2 separate regions of the Zea mays genome follow, and region 2 is linked to region 1. Evidence: chromatin contacts called from public Hi-C data. All regions are on one chromosome and are shown on one strand. Each heading gives the region's core, a stretch centred on a gene start, on an enhancer-like site or on the middle of the called end of the contact. The rest is flanking DNA. Distances are from core to core; before and after follow the strand shown. Region 1 holds the start of LOC100217202 (putative amino acid permease 7). Region 2 holds the start of LOC103645817 (ribulose bisphosphate carboxylase/oxygenase activase 2, chloroplastic).

The links. Hi-C and Micro-C count contacts between places; a contact is called where the count stands out from the background.
Region 2: a contact with region 1 is called in a Hi-C map of ear, with 2.9 times the contacts expected there. The contact joins the promoter of LOC103645817 here to the promoter of LOC100217202 in region 1. A contact is called at or near these places in 4 of 25 Hi-C or Micro-C datasets (bundle sheath, ear and leaf).

The regions. Positions count from the first base shown.
Region 1 is chr2:4,215,355-4,221,898 of Zm-B73-REFERENCE-NAM-5.0, reverse strand. It overlaps LOC100217202 (putative amino acid permease 7), which reads left to right and starts at 4,665. Exons shown (of 7, transcript NM_001143570.1): 1 at 4,665-4,915; 2 at 5,020-5,265; 3 at 5,388-5,481; 4 at 5,582-5,799; 5 at 5,915-6,048; 6 at 6,163-6,390; 7 at 6,483-6,544. The coding sequence starts at 4,822. It also overlaps the pseudogene LOC103645816 and a transcript of LOC100193265 not described here.
Region 2 is chr2:4,380,844-4,386,821 of Zm-B73-REFERENCE-NAM-5.0, reverse strand. It overlaps LOC103645817 (ribulose bisphosphate carboxylase/oxygenase activase 2, chloroplastic), which reads right to left and starts at 3,882. Exons shown (of 12, transcript NM_001364552.1): 1 at 3,478-3,882; 2 at 3,167-3,252; 3 at 3,049-3,058; 4 at 2,216-2,281; 5 at 2,019-2,132; 6 at 1,325-1,386. The coding sequence starts at 3,817.

The DNA.
Region 1 (6,544 bases), core at 3,416-5,915:
GCAGAGAGTTCAAGTTCTGAATAATGGTAGGATTTCAAGTTCTTTTACTCAAGAATCGAGATGTGAAATTTATCGCGCGCGTGACTGCGTGAGCACCGAACAACTAATGCCTTTCTGCTCGCTCGCTTCAATTTCCTGGACGAGCCTCACCGAGGTTATCAAGTTCCGTTCCAAACCCAAGGAGACAAACGCGCGCACACTGAGCACTGACACAGCACATGCTCCGCACTTCCGCAGGTCCAGGTCGTTTTTGAGGTTCATCGGCGTCAAGCCGTCAGCCGCTGCCGGTCCATTTGTTCTCGACGGATGGATCCTGGAATCCCGCCCGACTCCCGAGACTGGAGGACAAGAGACTCCGGAGACCGGATCACAAGCAAGCAACATGTTCGTTTGGTTTGGCTTTAATTTGTAACGAATTTTATTGTTTTTACAGGATTTTGTATCTATAGTTTACAGCTGACTTTAATCTGAAGCAAACAGCATAATACATAGAGGTCGAATGGCCAGGCGAAAGAGAAAGAGAGATAAAGTTAGACACTAAAAAAATGAAATAAAATTATTGATATAATAGAAAGATAATTGTTATATAAATAGACGAAAAGATAGTTTGCAAAGGTACTACAGTGAGTACACGAATCCTCTAGTTTTCGTATCATATCTCTACAACTATTAAGAGTCATCTGTAGACTGCCCCCGCTCTCCCCTGCCTCCCGCGGATCCCGTCGCCCGCACACACCCAGCCGGGATTCCCCGCCCAACGCTCGCGCCCGCAACCACCCAGCCGCGATTCCAGGCCGCCCGGCAAACAACCACCGACGACGATCCCGCGCGCGCCCGCACAGCCCCACCCAGCCATGATTCACCGCACAACGCGTGTGACCCGCAAATGCCGCTCCTTACGGCCGCCGCATCCCCCCTCTGCGAGTCCAGGAACTGGCCATCGCGGGCAGCAGCGTCGCCGCCTCCGAATAGCGCGCCCTGAAGGGATCCCTGTGGCATGTACTCGAAGACAAGGAGGGGCGGGCGCTCGGCAGTGCCACCGACGGAGCCCGGGCCGGGCGAGTAGCCATGGAGGGAAACAAGGTGAGGGGATTCAGGGAGCGATGCGAGGAGGTGGAGCTCGTGCGCCGACGCGCACGTCTTCACAGCGGCGAGCGAGGCGTCGGGGAAGGTGGCGAGGAAGACGGGCGAGGCGGCGCCACTGCCGAGGAGGCGGGACGGGTGGAACCCGCCTGTGGCGCGGCGAAGCGTGCGGCGGGAGTAGCGCCGAAGCGGGCGAGCGGGGTCTAGCAGCGGGGAGCACGGGAGTGTGGGGATCCGGTCCGGAGCCTCCGTCGCCGGAGGAGGACAACGAGCAAGAGCAACAAAGCTACTGCGACCACCGCGGAAGCGATGGTGGCGACGGTGTTGACTATGGGCAAGCAAGAGAGACGACGGTGGAGCAGCTGGAGGGAGGGGCTGCTGGAGGAGGTGAGAAGGCATGGCAGTGGACAGAGGCGCGCGGCGACGCGGGGCGTGTATGCGTGCGAGGAAGTGATTGGGGTTTGGGGAAGGGAATGGGGATGGCAGGTATTGCCGTATTGGACAGGTAAACAATAAGGGCATGTGCAGTACAGGTTCTTTCTAAGTTTGTCGTCGAGCTGCTACTTCGTTGGATTGTTACTTTGATTGGTTCGCTAATGCTGCTTCGTCCAATTAGTTGCTTTGATTGGTTCGAGTAGGAATTTTGTAGTTAGTGAATGTGCACTGTTTATGTTATAGCATGTATGTGAATGTGCACTGCTGCTGTTTTTCTCTACTGTTGCCAAGGCGAGAGTTCAGATTGTCAGCCTCTGAATGCGTGATGATGTGGTCTTGACCATGCTTACAACACCGTTAGCTCTGAACTTTGGCCTGTGGAAGTTATGGTAATCTGGTTTTGCACAACAACAGTAGCTCTGAGCGAGCTCTAAGTACGGAAAAACTTGTTCACTGTAGGTCCAAGCATCTGCCAGCCATCGTCCACTAGGATAAAGATAAATAATGAATCGAGTGCTTGAGCTCCGTGAGTGATTGAATCCGTTTGGAGCAACTATATTTGACCAACTTGTGAGATGTTTCATGTGCTCGATGAGTTGGCTTCAACAGTTAGATAGGAAACTGACTGCGATTTGGAGGGAACCGACTGTTTCCAGTTGCAAAATCGAAGTGGACAAGAGGTTCTTTAGCATCTTCTTTTGTGAGAGAATATCAGACATTTAGGCTCAGTGACCTCCTGGGTAGCTGAAAAAGAACAGAAAATAGAAAATAAAAGCGGCATTGCTGGGGATCAAACCCGGACCACCCATCAATTTTTCGGTGTATGATTTTCCTTGGGCTGATCCAGCTGTTGTACTATCGAATTATGTGTACGATGAACCCAGTTGTCGAGGGGGCAGGGCAAAACCTATTTTAGTTCCCTGATGTTGAATGGTCCACTAAAACTGATATTTGACCAACTTGTGAGATGTTTCATGTGCTCGATGAGTTGGCTTCAACAGTTAGATAGGAAACTGACTGCGATTTGGAGGGAACCGACTGTTTCCAGTTGCAAAATCGAAGTGGACAAGAGGTTCTTTAGCATCTTCTTTTGTGAGAGAATATCAGACATTTAGGCTCAGTGACCTCCTGGGTAGCTGAAAAAGAACAGAAAATAGAAAATAAAAGCGACATTGCTGGGGATCAAACCCGGACCACCCATCAATTTTTCGGTGTATGATTTTCCTTGGGCTGATCCAGCTGTTGTACTATCGAATTATGTGTGCGATGAACCCAGTTGTCTAGGGGGGCAGGGCAAAACCTATTTTAGTTCCCTGATGTTGAATGGTCCACTAAAACTGATATTCTCGGAATGCTGCGGAATGGCTTGCACTTGTAACTATGGTTCCGTTTGCCCTAGAAAATACAACTATGAGTTGGATGCCTCAGGACGTAACAGATTTTCCCTTTGATCAAATCTTCCCTTTGCAAACAGATTTGTCGACTGAATTACAGGGGAACATCATCTCCTCAATAGATGGATACATTAATGGCTGTTGAACCTGAGAAGCTCCAGCATTAGGAACAAGTCCAGCAGCCTCTTTCAACACGGTCTAAAGACCCAAACTTGGCCTAACTTTGGGCTCATTTTTAGCTTCAGCTGGCACCTGTGCACTGGAAGAGCTAGATGACCCCTTAGCATGCACATCAGATGGCCCATTGCCATTATTGTTTGGTGCCATCAATTGTGCAAAAGGTTTCATCAGCTCAGCTAATGGTGGTGGTGCTGCATCAAGTATTTCATGAGAAAGTTTTGCAAGGGCATCAGGTATTGGCTCTAGGATAGACTTGATTGCTTCACCAATAGCTGATTTTATATGGGCCAGACTATCTTCCCGAACAGGCTTCAAACCTTCAATAGCTGACATTATCTCGGATAGTGTATCCTGAGCAGTGGATTTCACTGGTGCAGAAGTATCTTTTTTCAGTTGGTTGATTTTTCTTCAGTTGAACAGTAATCCTGAGAGGGTTTAATTTCTGACGGAGAGCTGCATCACGCAAGTCATCATCATCATCTAGCATGACAATATCACCATCCTCATCGGTGTAAGTCAGAACAGTGTGCTGATGGGGCACAAGGGTAAAACATGCTCAGGTCTTAACATGTTAGGCTTTCGAGCAAACTTTCTCCAGATCCTCAAGAAAATATAAGATCCGATCTGATATGTGTCGGTACTCATTCCAGCGTACTCCCGTCGCAACGCACGGGCACACACCTAGTGATATGATATGATTGGCCAATGACTCGGTCAGGAATCAGGATCAGCCTAACTGTTTTTGTCCATCAATCAATGATCGAGGCGCCACGTGACCCGTGAGCGAAACGCCATGGCCACCACGTCATCCTCATGAGAAAGGCGATTTGCTCAAACCATTTATGAAATCTGGTGACCTCCTCGACCACTGCTGGTAGGTGGTGGGCGGTGGGTCGTTATTTTTTTATATGTAATAATTCATGGGCTGGATTTGAGTCATGATTTTTTTTATCTAAAATCAGACAAGCCCGGAAAAACTGACTCGAAACTAAAAAATCCGACCTAACTTTAAAAAAAAATTAGGTACGGGTTACGAGGTTAGATACAGGTCGTGTTAAATGGTCGACGATCTAATCTTGATCAGACTCGAACTCTATCCGACGTTGAACCGGTCTAGCTGGTGGGGCGTCTCCGGCTGGCTCTCGCCAAAGCAGAATCACATGCATGCCCATCCGGTAAGGGAAAGAGATGCGCTTGATCGGGCGGCCAACGCCAGTCGGCAAAACGGCTCTCGAAAGCAAGCAGGCAGTGCATCAATCAGCGTTCAGCGGGTCCAATCCCCGGGAAAGGTTTCGTGCAAGCTAAACTGAACTGAGAACGGACAATCCTGACAACGCATGTGGCAACCCTCGTTTTCTTCTCTTTGTTTTGTCTGCAAGTGTATAAAACAGCTGCTTGGACTCGTCAGAGAACTTGCAAGACCCGACAGCTCGTCCTGCTTCGTACTACCAGTAGTAGCACGTAAACCAGGGCGCCACGCCAGCCGGATCGGATCGTCTTGGATGTGGGCATGTGGCTGTGGACGAGACAAAAGTCTCCGCCCGTCGGCCGTCGCCCGCCAAAGGTCTCTTCGATCCGGCCTCTCCGGGCCACCCAGTCGGCCAGTCCCACACAAGGATGGATCGCTAGCGCCGATGAGCTATACTCTTTGCTCACTGTACTAGTCACACGATTGGCTACACGACACGAGCTCAGAGCTCTCAGGTTTCCCAACGCCGGCTGCTGGCCAATGGCGCAGCACCACGGCAGCCACTCCCTGGAGGTCGGCGGCGTCGGCGCCGGCGGCGTCGAGCTCGACGACGACGGCCACGCCGCGCGCACCGGTACCACCACTCACTCTCTCCCGCGCCTTGTGCATGCGTGCGTCGGCAGCAGCAGTAGCCCCACACCCCCGATCTAATTCTCGTCGTTCGATGGGCGGCGGCAGGCAACCTATGGACCTGCTTCGCGCACATCATCACCGCCGTGATCGGCTGCGGCGTGCTGGCGCTCTCGTGGAGCGTCGCGCAGCTGGGCTGGGTGGGCGGCCCTGTCGCCATGCTCTGCTTCGCCTTCGTCACCTACCTCTCCGCCTTCCTCCTGTCCCACTGCTACAGGTCCCCTGCCTCCGATGATGGCTCCCTGAAACGCCAGAGGAACTACACCTACATGGACGCCGTCAGGACGCACCTGGGTACGCGTTGCTCCTGCATCCTTGTTCTTGTTCCTATCATATCTATCGGCTAGCGTATTAGCCTTTGCACATCTTTCCATGGCGACTCCACTTACGAGAGCTAGCAAGAGCAACGCGCCCAGGGGAGAAGCGCACCTGGCTCTGCGGCCTGTTCCAGTACCTCAACATGTACGGGACCGCAATCGCCTACACCATCACCACGGCGACCTGTCTCAGGTACGTACGCCGATCGTTTCCGGCCCGCCGCTCTCTTCGTTCGATCTGCTGGCCATGCTGCATGGTAATGGTGACACGCGCTACTGTTGTGTTGCCGCAGGGCGATCGTGAGGGCCAACTGCTACCACAGCCAGGGCCACAGCGCTCCCTGCGGCGCCGGCGGCGACCACCTCTACATGCTGCTCTTCGGGGCGGCCCAGGCGGTGCTGTCCCTCATACCCAACTTCCACAGCATGGCCTGGCTCTCCGCCGTCGCCGCCGTCATGTCCTTCACCTACGCCACCATCGGCCTCGGCCTCGGCCTCGCCAAGACCATAGGTGATTTCGCATTGGTAGATCGAGCGAGATTCAGTCAACGTTGTTATTGACGCGTACGCGGGCCCTGGATGCGAATGATCTTGGTTGGTGCGTGTATATCGAATTAATCCACCAGAAAATGGGGCGATCAAAGGAAGCGTCGCCGGAGTTCCGATGAGCACCGCGCCGCAGAAAGTCTGGCGAGTCGCGCAGGCCATCGGCGACATCGCGTTCGCCTACCCGTACACCATTGTCCTACTGGAGATACAGGTATACTACTACTACTACACTGCATCGATCTTCACCTTTTTTTTTCTCAAAGTAAGCTTCCGATTAATTTACTTCATAAAAAAAAACTCTTGCAATTCATTAAACTGCATGCAGGACACGCTCAAATCGCCGCCACCAGAGAGCGAGACGATGCAGAAGGGGAACGTGCTCGCGGTCCTGGCCACCACGTTCTTCTACCTCGCCGTGGGGTGCTTCGGGTACGCCGCCTTCGGCAACGCTGCGCCGGGCAACCTGCTCACCGGCTTCGGCTTCTACGAGCCGTACTGGCTCATCGACTTCGCCAACGCCTGCATCGTGCTCCACCTGCTTGGTGGCTACCAGGTAGTACGAAGCAAGCAGTAAAAGTACGTACGTTTGCCATATGACATGCGCGCACGTACGCTAATATCTGGGTCTGTTGCTGTTGCGATCAGATGTTCAGCCAGCAGATCTTCACCTTCGCGGACCGGTCCTTGGCGGCCAGGTTCCCGAACAG
Region 2 (5,978 bases), core at 2,633-5,132, 170 kb before region 1:
CAAAAAATTGAGCCAAACCGCCCCTAGTCTTCTCTACCTCTTCATGTTCCAAAACAAATTCGAGATTTCTTAAAAATGGCCATGCAATCTAAGGTCGGAAATGGGGCCTCCATTCTCTTTTGGGGTGATCATTGGATTGGAGAGCAGCGAGTAGCTGATATTGCCCCTCGCCTTATGGAGACAATTCCTAGCAGAATGATTAACAGGACGACAGTTTAGGAGGCGGTCAGAGATAAGCTATGGATTAATGATATCTTGGGGGCGGGGGGGGGGGGGACTGTCAGTTGGTGCTGTTGCAGACTTCCTTTGTCTTTGGGATATTGTTGCACAGGTTGAGCTTCAGCTGAACAAAGAAGACCATATCTTTCGGTTGTCTGTAATGGCAAATACTTGGCTAAAGCTGCCTATGAGGGGCTTTTTCTTGGATCTGTGCAATTTGAACATTATGAGAGGATTTGAAAAACTTAGGCACCGCCAAACTGTCGTTTCTTCATGCGGTTGGCTACCCTTAAGAAGTGTTGGACAGCTGATAGGCTTGAAAAGCGTGGGCTTGATCACCCAGAAAGATGTCTTTTCTGTGACCAGGAAGGGGAGTCAATTGATCATCTACTTGTGGCTTGTGTCTTCTCTAGACAATGTTGGTTCCTCATGCTTAGACAATTTAGGCTTCAAGGTTGAGCACCACAACCAAACAATCAAAGTTTCATGGATTGGTGGAAAGATGTCAGTGAAACTGTTGCTGGTCCTATCTGAGATGGTCTCAATTCCCTGATTATTTTGGGAGCATGGGTGTTGTGGAATCATAGAAATAGATGTGTTTTTGACGGCCAATCTCCTGGTATAAACTCAGTTTTATCTCATGTTGGAGAGGAGCGTCGGGTGTGGGAATGTTCTGGAGCCAAGGGGCTGAGCTTTCTTGCAGCTGCCCCTGCCCCTGCCACGCCCTAAGGTGGTTTATAGTACTAGTTTGATAGATGGATCAATTTATGTATGTTAGATCTTGGCCGCCATGAGGCGGTTCTCTGTATCTCGGTCTATGTAAGGCATGTACTTTGTTACTCTTATTAATATAATGATACACAAGTCTCCCGCGTGTTCGAGAAAAAAACATTTTATTAGCAATCCATATGAAAGTAAATGATAAACTAACATAATGAAGCAGATTAGACAACTATACCCCCATGTATGCAGATGATTGACTTCTGTGATTAAACTTCGCAAGTTTGCAAAACAGAAATACTCTTTCACGCTCACTATTTAGAAAGAGGAACTTAAACATAAAATGCTCAAATCTAAGACCGAGTAGCTGCAAACACCTTCTTACTTGGTTTTGGATTACTTGGGAGGCAGTTCTGTATCTATCACGTATTAGCCTCCCGGGTTCACCTGCAAACAGAGCACAAAAATACCTGAGCAACCAACATGCAGCTACACTCTCAGCCATTCAACAGATAGAAAAGGGCAGACCCTGTGTCAGAGACTCCCACATGAGTGGTGTCTTGGGAAGGGATAAACCGAGGCAAGCATCCCCCGTAAATACAGAGAAGCTGCTTCAAACTTGTGACTCAGTAAGACAAGACCTCTCTCACCACTGCAGCAGGTCCTCCTATGCAACAGATAGAAAAATGTGGGGGGCGTGGGATCCCAACCAATTCCTACTATTTCTGCACATTTAGATCCAGTTAAACATACTGGGAGCTGATTTTCCTTCATAACTAATATGGAGAGACCCTTCTCCCTCATATTCCTAAAATTGGTAGTTCTGAACAAGTTTTATCCACTTGAAGCTGGCCGACTAACAGAAACACCAAGAACCAAATTTGACGGTTCACACTTCCCAACTAATAAAATACTCAAAGAAAGTATATACAAAGGAAAGGAAGTGAAACAACTTTTTCAATGTTTGGAGAAGTTCACATTAGTATGAAAAATAACGAAGTGAGAAACACTTGAACAGCAGGGTAAAGTATGGCACAATGATAAACACAAAGGGATATATAGTTCAAGTGATTCTTGACCTGCTTTTTCAGATTCTAGTTCGCCTGCAGACATAATTACTGGCTCCACACCCATTGCTCTAAATATAAGTTCAGTCTGGAATGTTTTCCCTTGGCCTTTTCCGCCCCAGATCCCTGCAGAGTGCAGTCAATCAGGGTCAATTACATTAACTGATATCAAGAATAGACTACAGAAACAAATAACTGGGTCACTCTACCAAGTATTAGGGGAACCTTGATATTATTAAGAAGATGCGCAATGTAGTTCTTTACAATGTGGCATGCTGCAAACAACAAATAGTCCTTTAGATTTTAGTATTTGTACCTGGGAAGAAGAACAAGAAATATGTTAAGCATACTAGAAATGTCCATGTTCCTGAAGAATTAAGTTGTTTGTATGTACTGTACAGCAACAGCTCACTCGCAAAACTCAGAATCAATTATTAAAGATGAGTTTAGCAGAAAAATCATTCATTTATATATGCATGATAGTTACTAACAATTCATCTGCAGTCTGACCTCAGGTTATCTACGTATTTGACTAAAACATATCCAGTCTAATGATTTGGTTGGCTTATATTTATTTTCTTTATAAAAAGAAGGTCGTCTCATGCTAACCACTCCCATTTAATCCATTAATTGTCACGCCAAGTCCAATAGCAAAAGTAAAAACTGAGAATTGACAAATGCAAATCGAAAGAAGCACTTATATACTCCCTCCGTACTGAAATACAGTGTATTTTCATTTCTCCTAAAGTCCTAAGTCAAACCACCTCATGTTTCACTAAAATTATAGGAAAATATGTTAATTTCTACCACATCAAAAAGATAAGTTATAAAAATACATTCCATAATGTTTCCAATGGAGCTTATATGGTGTCAAAAATATCATGGTTTTTTCTATGAATTTGGTCTAACTTAAGATGGGTTGAGTTAGCACAAATGAAACCACAATTTCAGGATGGAGGGAGTCGAAAGTTATTGACTGTTCAATTTTATACCTTAATATACAGGAATATTTGCCAGGTTCCTTTTATGTTAATTAGCTTACCAACTTTATCCTGCAACCAAATGAATCAGCAGCGTCAAATCTTCGCCAATCGGATATCAGAAAAAAACCAAATAAAAGCAGGATAATCGCATGTGATCCAATACCAAAAGTAACTCACGAGGAAGGCAGGTGCGATGTAGTAATCCCCCTGCAGGTACTCGAACGTTCTAGTTGCCTTCTGCCGGTAGTCGAACACGATATCCGCTGCAACCACGTTGCACCCCAAGCTATCAAAATCTTTTAACTCGTCCCTTTGATTTTGTTTCCAAGCATATCAATATGTTTAAACAGTACACTGAACTAAGCTGAGCAAACATTGTTCTTTATTCTTATCAAATGCAGGTATGTCGATTTAGTATTTTTGCGATTCACGGCGCTTCATGGAATCAGTGGACTGTAGGAGAGCCGATCTGGTTTCAGAGCACGTACAGTCTTTCCCGAGGAAGTTTCCGACGAAGAGTTCGTCGACGATGCCGGACCGTGCGCCAACGGTGATGTTCAAGTTGTCAGCCTCCTTCCCGAGGCGGTAGAGGTAGTCGTCCCCCTCCACATCTCTGTCCTCCCACGACGACTGCTTCGACAGCCGCCGGCGCCCCGACTCTCCCTCCTCGCCGCCGGTTGCCGGCGGTTGCGACGACGAGGCGGACGAGCATCGGATGGGCAGGAGGCAGCCCCGGATCGAGGTTCTGGAGGTGGCGCTGGAGTTCCGCCGGCGGGGGCGGGACAGATGGGGATGGGGAGAGGAGGCGGCGACGGAGGTGGTGGCCATGGCGGGGAGTAGCCGCGCCACGCTGCAGTGTGCGTGTGACGGTGTGACCTGTGTCTGTGTGGGAGAGATCGGCGGTCGTTGGGAAGCTCGTACGGCATTTCTGGCCTTATCTATAACGGTCGTTCAGGAACACACAAGAACCAAAAAAGACATCGCTTTAACAATTCATAATCTTAGGATATTTGAAAGTACATTCATCCCTTTTGTGAGTTTTGGTGATTTGGATAACAACACATTTAAAGGTCTAACGAGTTTGCTAAGTGTTGAACAGGAAATTCAGTATGATGAACATACTTGAATAGTGTATAATGATCAGTGAACAAAGGTTCAACACGAGGTTAAATAACCAATGAGACAATGCAAATGGATATAATATGATCTCTATATTGGTTTGAATATATGGACAAGATCTGAGAAATCATTACATACATATGACCAGAATAGAGGACAAAGTGATTTAGAGGATTGGTCAAGCCAAAGAGAATAAGATATGAGGAATCGTGAATTGGCTTGACCATATTTCTGTCAGTCCATATATGCTTCTATGAGAATCAAACTAGAGCTTGATTGATCTTGATAGTTATATCTAGAAGACATTCAAGCAAGGTTCACAATATTGAAGAAATGATTCTCTCAATGGATGCTCAATATGATGTAACTCAAGAATGGCTTGATAGGGTGAAGATAGCAAGGAAAGGGCTTCGAGGAACTAAGCGAAGGGGAAGGCCAAGCGACGGCTTGTAGACCAAGGTACCATGGCTAAGGTGAAGAAGAGAGTACTTGCACTAAGTCGATGAACTAATCAGCTATGAAGAGTTACAACATGTTGATGCATCAGTAAGATGACTTGAAGCCATGATTTGAACTCATATAAGGTGATATGGTACAAGTCACAGGGTTTGATTTGAGTTTGCTTCAAAAGGTGAGACAAAGATGTTTGTGATCCTTATGAAGCAATGCCATGGAGCAATCACACATGAGACACCAATGACTCAAGGAGTTTACTTCAATTTATTTTATTTAACTTGAGTATAGGAATCGTCGTACTATAAAGGGGGATCCAAAAAGAAGGTTGGTGTTTGCCAAAGCTCAAACCTCTCTATTCAAAAGCTATTTTTGAAAAGCAAAAATCTCTTTAACATTCTATGGTTGACCGTGGTTAGGGTTGAGAAACCTAGAGTGTTCTTGCTGAAAAGCAGCTGAACTTCTTCAACTGCAACTGAGCTTTCCAGCTGAACTTGACTTCAGCTGAGTTGAGCTTCTTCAGCTGCAGCTGAGCTTTTCAGCTGAGCTGAACTTCAGCTGAGTTGAGCTTTCTCAACTTCAGCTGAACTCAACTTCAGCTGTGAACCTCTTTGACCATACACCAGCTGAACTTGCCTCCGGGCAGTTGAGCTGGGGTTTTCTCTCCTAAACTCTCTGGTCAAGACCAGTTGAACTGGTCCTAAGGGGCAGTTCAGCTGGTCTCTGACCCCTCTGACCTCTGACCAACAGTCTGCAAGTCAGACTGGCAAACAGGTCGCCAGAGGTGTCAGGGGAGGTTCAACCGCCCTAGGGGGAGGTTCAACCAGTCTGGTCAACCCTGACCAGTCTGCAGGTCAGTCTGCGCGTCAGTCTGCCAGTCAGACTGGCAGACAGGCTGCCAGGCCTGCCAGGGGAGGTTCAACCGCCCTAGGGGGAGGTTCAACCGGTCTCAGGCAGAAAAATCTGCCCAACGGCTAGTTTTGAGCTCCACCTATATATACTACCTCCTACCTCTCTCCCCAAAGTAGTGAGCACGATTTGAACTCCATTTCTAACCCAAGAAACACCTCCCTCTCTCTCACACACATCTCTTGCCTCTCCCATTTCAAATCTTTGGAGAGAAATCTTTGAGTGAGCTTGAGAGCTGCGGTTTTGTGCTTCATCTCTAAATCTCTCTTGCTCTTCTTCTTCATTCGAGCTTTGGTACTACATCGAGTTCTTTGTGGATTCATTACTCTTGGAGCTTCTAGCTCCTAGACGACTAGGTGTCTCTTGTGAGTCTCCAAATCTTGTGGAAGACCACAAGAAAGTTTGTATTACCCGCTCGTTTGAGCAAAGATTATTGTGTGGGCTTGACCTTTGTGGTCGGCAAAGGGAGGATTAGGGTTGAAAGAGACCCGGCTCTTTGTGGGCGCCT